Regions from separate parts of the Anas platyrhynchos genome. Here region 2 is linked to region 1. A link is a contact called in public Hi-C data. All regions are on one chromosome and are shown on one strand. The core of a region is the stretch at or near the end of the contact, and the rest is flanking DNA. Distances in the headings are between cores, read along the strand shown. Region 1 has its middle 400 kb from the start of TAFA2. Region 2 overlaps LOC106014350 (a long non-coding RNA gene).

The links. A called contact is a pair of places that touch in the nucleus more often than the background predicts.
Region 2: a Hi-C map of F5 follicle shows a contact between it and region 1, with 2.2 times the contacts expected there. The contact joins two enhancer-like sites. A contact is called at or near these places in 2 of 8 Hi-C or Micro-C datasets (F5 follicle and small yellow follicle).

What each region holds. Positions count from the first base shown.
Region 1 is chr1:34,509,704-34,512,748 of IASCAAS_PekinDuck_T2T, forward strand. No RefSeq gene overlaps it. Among named protein-coding and RNA genes, the nearest start is that of TAFA2, 400 kb to the right of the region's middle. Within about 2 kb of position 1,543, at least 3 of the 8 cell types and tissues checked have an H3K27ac peak or open chromatin away from gene starts, as enhancers often do. A contact at or near this core is called in F5 follicle and small yellow follicle, where this site is marked.
Region 2 is chr1:34,566,873-34,569,917 of IASCAAS_PekinDuck_T2T, forward strand. The region is part of intron 1 of LOC106014350 (a long non-coding RNA gene); the gene reads right to left. Among named protein-coding and RNA genes, the nearest start is that of TAFA2, 340 kb to the right of the region's middle. Within about 2 kb of position 1,494, at least 3 of the 8 cell types and tissues checked have an H3K27ac peak or open chromatin away from gene starts, as enhancers often do. A contact at or near this core is called in F5 follicle and small yellow follicle, where this site is marked.

The DNA.
Region 1 (3,045 bases), core at 293-2,792:
AGAATTGTGTCCAGATCTGGGCTCCCCAGTACAAGAGGGACATGGAGCTACTGGAGCGAGTTTAGAGGAGGGCTACGAAGATGATTAGAGGACTGGAGCAGCTGTTTTGTGAGAACAGGCTGAAAGAACTGGGCCTGTTTAGCCTGCAAAAGAGAAGATTGAGGGGAGACCTCATTAATGTCTATAAATATCTGAGGGGAGGGTGCTGAGAGGATGGAGCCGGTCTCTTTTCAGTTGCACCCAATGACAGGACGAGAGGCAACAGGCTAAAGCTGAAGTCCAGCAGGTTTTGGCTGAATATGAGAGGGCACTTCTTTACTGTGAGGGTGACAGAGCACTAGAACAGGTTGCCCAGAGGCGCTGTGGAGTTTCATTCTCTGGAGATATTCAAAACCCACCTGGATGCCATCCTGCACAATGTGATCTATGTGATCCTGCTCAGCAGGGGGGTTGGACTAGATGAACTAGAGGTCCCTTCCAACCTCGGCGATTCTGTGTGATTCTGTGATAAAGAAATGTGAATAGAAAAGTACTTAAGCATGTGTTTAAGGATTTTGTTAAACTGCAAACTTGCTCTATTTGTTGATTATTTGTAGTTTCCTGAACAAAGCTTAAAGGAGAAATGTTCACCTACAACCAGTCAAAAAAAAAAAAAAAAAAAAAAAAAGTCAAAAGTGGAGTATGAAATAGCTCCTTCAAATATTTTCAGCTTTTTGGAAAATACTCACAAATGTATACAATTATAAGTATACAAGTAAAGGGTCAAGGAACAGACATTCTATTCCCTAGGCTAAAGGCTGAAAATACAGAACATATTTATGTACAAACATTTTCCTTTTCCTCTTTCCCCCGCTGCTAGCAATTTTCCCTAATGGTAATGCCACAAAACAGAAAGAAAAATAAATAAATAAACATATAAACACTGGCTGTTTCAAGCTATAATATGTGCAATGTTTACTACTATTTGGGGAATTATAAGTCTAGCTATGTGTTTTAGCATTCTTTCCAAATTCTTGCAGTTGAAAATGTCTCAAATTCATGTTCTGTTATCTATTTACACATCTGTTGTAGAAGTGTTAACTGAGGATTCAACCTTTGCTGTTCCACCTGACATGTTAACATTCTTAGTGTTTAATCCCTAGACATCATTTTCAGCCTACCCAACTTTTTCTGTTTTAAAGTGACAGACATCTGCGCATTGCTTGTGCTCAGTTACTATTGACTTCCTATATCAGAGATCACCTGTTATAAATATTCTTGGAAATGCACACTGACACTGCACAGTTTCCTTCTTCTGTCCTTTCATGAGCAGTTGGTGGGTTGTTTTTCTTGGGGGTGGGAGGGATCTTTAATATCTGCCTAGGTTAATATTTTATTAGTATTCTACCATTTTATTAGTATTTTTTTCTGCAATGCAATGTGGAAACTTGAAATTTATCATTAAAGCTTCTCAGGGAAGATAGTGGGTAAGGAGACCTCTGCAGATCTGTTGTGGTTTAACCCTGGTAGGCAGCCAAACTCCACACAGACACTCACTCCACACCCTGTGGGATGGGGAAGAGAGTAGGAAAGACAAAACAGAGACCATTTGTGGGCTGAGATAAAGACAGTTTAAAAGACAGAACAAAATCTGTGCACACAACCAAAGCAAAACAAGGAATTCATTCACTTCTTCCCATTGGCAAAATATTCAGCCATTTCCAAGAAAGCAGGGCTCATCATGTGTAATGTTTTCTTGGGAAGACAAATGCCATCACTCTGAACATTCCCTTCTCCTTCTACTTTCCCCCAACTATCATTGTTCAGCATGATGGTATGGAATATCAGCCTGGATAACCTGTCCTGGCTGTGTCCCCTCTCTCAGCTCCCTGTGCACCCCCAGCCTCCTTGCTGTCAGGGCAGTGTGAGAAGCCAAAAAGTCCTTGGCTCTGCTCAAACACTGCTCAGCAGCAACTAAAGCATAAATGTATTATCAACACTGATTTCATCATAAAGAAGAACTTTTAGGTCCTTACCACACTGATACCATTCACTGATACGCCAGATACTGGGCTTCTAAAAATCTTCATCGCGTGCAAAGAGAGATCACCACCACCCAAAAGACCACTTTACTTTCCCAAAGACTTTAAGATACTTATGTGTGCAGTCAGGTAGTCAACCTGCAAACAACAACTTGAACTTTTTGGTAATAGGTATGTGTGACATCCCCTCCCTGCACGCAGAAAGGTTTCTTATGATAACTCCATGATAACTTTTTATATTTTCAGTTGGACTGCAGAAAGATCTTTATATAAAATACTGAGCTCTCTTTCGTGATTTTTTTTTTAATTTTCTTTCTTTTTTTTTTTTTGGAAACATATCTCAAAAATAAAAATATAAATGCATACAGAAAAGTGCTAAAAGCAGTAAACCTGTTTTTTCACCTGTTTTTTCACTCAAGAAAAAATATAGTGCTCCCTCATTCACTTCATTACCAGATATTTCAAGCCTTATCATGCTACCTGACTTGATGGCCTACACAAGGGTAACATGAAAGCAGGCTGGAGAATTAAAAATAAAAAATAAAATAAAATAAAATAAAATAAAATAAAATAAAATAAAATAAAATAAAATAAAATAAAATAAAATAAAATAATAAAATAAAATAAAAGGTGAAAGGACTTCCAAGGAACAGGTCAAAGGTAGCGTGACATTCTGATAAAGACACCACTTACTATAGCACAAAGCCATACACCTGTGGGTTGTAGTTTCAAGATAAAACTTCACACAGCATGTGCACCAGCTCATGCTCTGGAAGTGTTGGCATGTCAGATTTGGACAGTATTGCCTGTTCCTCTAGACTTCCTACCATATCATGCTTTTTTTAATCACTCCAGGATTAGAAATCTCTGCAGCTGCTTTGGCAATAGGCAGTCCTACGAATGGAGGTGAGCAGCTGGTACTCGCACTCTGTTTCTGTGATCCACACCTCTCCTATGCAGCAGAGTGCAACATAAGCAAAACCTGTAGCCAAAAGAAAAGAAAATACAACAGATGGGAATATTA
Region 2 (3,045 bases), core at 244-2,743, 57 kb after region 1:
AGACTGACTTTCCAGATTTTCAGACAAACTTTTTCTCACAGTATCTCTTGCACTTGGAAAAAATATATATAATAAAAATAAATAAATATAACAAAATAACAATAAAAAGACCTTAAACTTACCTAAAAATCAATTCAGAATTATCTTTCAAGTCCCTTCTTTAAAATTCCTGTCACATACAGCCTACAAAATCTTGACTTCAGATTTACAGGAATATCATTTTTTGCTTGTATGAACAGTAAGCATTTTCTTGTTCTCTGCCTTTGCAATAAGCAACATAGACTTTTAGACAATCTTCTAAACATGCCATTAGCCATAGTGCACACAAGTGGCCATGATATAGAATAAGGTAGAAGAGATCTTCCAAAGGAAATACTGGGCTGTTAGGTAAGGGAGCACAAGATCTTCATGAAATGTCCCAAATGTCATGGGAAAAACAGTATGAACAGAAAGAAAAGTGGTTAAGAAACTAGTGTAGAATTGAGTTGTTTTGATTTGATAAAAACTGTGGAAAAAAAGTAAAACCTGAGGTACTAATTATATTATGTTATATATATTAATATATATATAATATATTGTAAAACATATATAATATAGTTCTCCCTTACATGGTCTACATATCCATTCATCTAAGAAAATATTCTAACTTTACCTTAAAAGAAAACAATTGCTAATTAGATGTCAAATCTGCATGCCAATAGACAGAGTTAAGAGCTCTCTATCATGTTTTCAGGATGTAATAAATGGCTCAGACTTCAAAATAGGACTATAATCAAAGTTTACAATTTATTAAAGGAACAGAGGTAAGCAAACAGCGCTGGGTGTGCTGGAAGTCTCTGCTCCACCAAGACGCACACCAGTTTCATCAAGCAGCTGATTTTTATGCTCCTAGGCTGATACATATTACTACTTCTTAAAAAAAAAAAAAAAAAAAAACAACAAAAAAAAAAAAACAGAGTTATTATAGTTAGTTTCTGGAATCCAAACCCTCCTACTGGAGCATGCGTATCAGTCTCTGGTGGCCCCTCTGGGGGTCTCTCGTGCTGAAGGCTCATAGTCTTCCTCCCTCTTGTCCTTCTCCTTTGTCCAACTTGGCTGTATGTCAGAGACTTGTGCAGCATCCCCTGCAAGCTTTGTCTTTTAGTTGTTCTTCAGCTCTCCCCGTCTCCTTAATCTCCTGGCCAGATATCAGAGACTTGCATAGTGTCCCATGCAATAGTCATAATAGTTAGCAGCTATTCTGAAACCCCCCAGATATCAGAGACTTCAAGGAAAAGCCTACAAATACATTTCCCTTCAAGCTCTCTATTGACATGAATTGCTAAAACGTTTCTTTGCAAGATACTAGAACTATATACGTTAACCACTCTGTTTTTCTTAGACTTGTGGTTATACAAGGGTATGTAAGACAGAAGGTCACATTCATCATACAATGCAGCCCTAGCATTGTTCCATACTGACACGAATCAGATGAACATATCTCACAGGGACTCCAGCAGCCTCTGTACAGAAGTAGAGACTTTCCGTAGTACACTAACCAGAAAGACAGAGAGAAAGAGATTGCTTGACTTGAAAAGAAATTGCTGACAGAAGACTTATCTGTAGAAATGGAGCTGGAAAGCAAAGTTCAATGACTTTTTTTTTTTAGAAGAGCATTTGCAGTTTAATGCTCAATCCTTTTGCAGCACCATTGCCAATTGGATAAAATATTTAATGGCACTGTATTTTGAACGATATATTTTTGACAATGCATTTCATGCTTTGAATGCCATTGAAGTTATGAGATTGGAGTGAATAATGAAAGAGTAACACAGCAATCATTATGGCACTGTGTTCAGATTTGTTATTCTTCATTGACATGCCACTAGCTAAATCAAGTCTTGGTAATACATAACTGGTTCTAACTTTGTAGGAATTACATTAAGATATAAGAAGGTCTCAACCTTCTGTCTTATTCTGTGCAATATTGAAGTCACATTAATATTTAAAGCTTCAGTATCCATTGTGGGAAATAAAATTTTAAAGAGCATGTACAAATCTGTGCTACAAAAATTTGATTTCAGAGCTTTAGTTTTCATACCAGTGTTATCTGTTCATAAAGCAATCCAGCCAGGAAAGAAAGAATAGCAGAGAGCCAGACAAGCTTTCAAAATGTTTATCATAGTGTTTCATGTACATGTATGAGTAAATGCGGCATTTTCAGGATTTCAATACTACTTGGTTTAAAGTTATAAAAGGGAAAGCTTGAAAAGAAAGGAAGTTATTCAAGAGGAAGTATAAATTCAAGTATTAATAAACAATGATAAGACAATAACCTACATGTCTTCAACAAGAAGTAGCAGAGTTACTCATTTAGAACTGAAATTTGTCATTACTGATTTTGAGGATGTCATAAGTGCAATGTTAAAAAACACTTAAAGCCATTGTAGCAGTTGCAGGATGATCAAAAATAAAATAAAATTTAACAATAAATACTAACCAAGTGCTTATAAACGAAGTGACAAATGACTCATTTCTGGTTGAAATCACAAAAGCAGGTGTAAAATGCCTGCTGTTCACAGAGAAGTTGTATGGGAACCTCTTCTGTTTTATTGCTCCAAAGTACTGCAATTGTATCTTCCTCCCATGCCATAATCACTGCTTATTCTCACTGCATTATAGCAGTGCAAAACATGCACAAAACAATATACCAAATCAGATCAATGGTGGTGCTGCTTGCTTAGACAAACAGACAAGTTGAGCACAAAACTCTCACAATGAGAAAGATTTTAAAACTCTGTGGTACTGAAATCTGTGCAATGGGTAGCTCAACTCCTAATGTAAACCACAAGCTTCATTTGCTTCATGTATCTTTAGCACAGCCAGTGTTACTACCACAGATACTCTTGTTCATATAAATATCTTGTTTCTTTTCACTCCTCTTAAATTCTTAACTGTCAGCAAGCCCTTAACAGTGATTTCTGTAGAATGACTGAATGCTAAGGGTAAATATATTAGCTTTTTATCATTTTTATGTGCCCTTTAATTTCATTGAGTTTTGTCTTG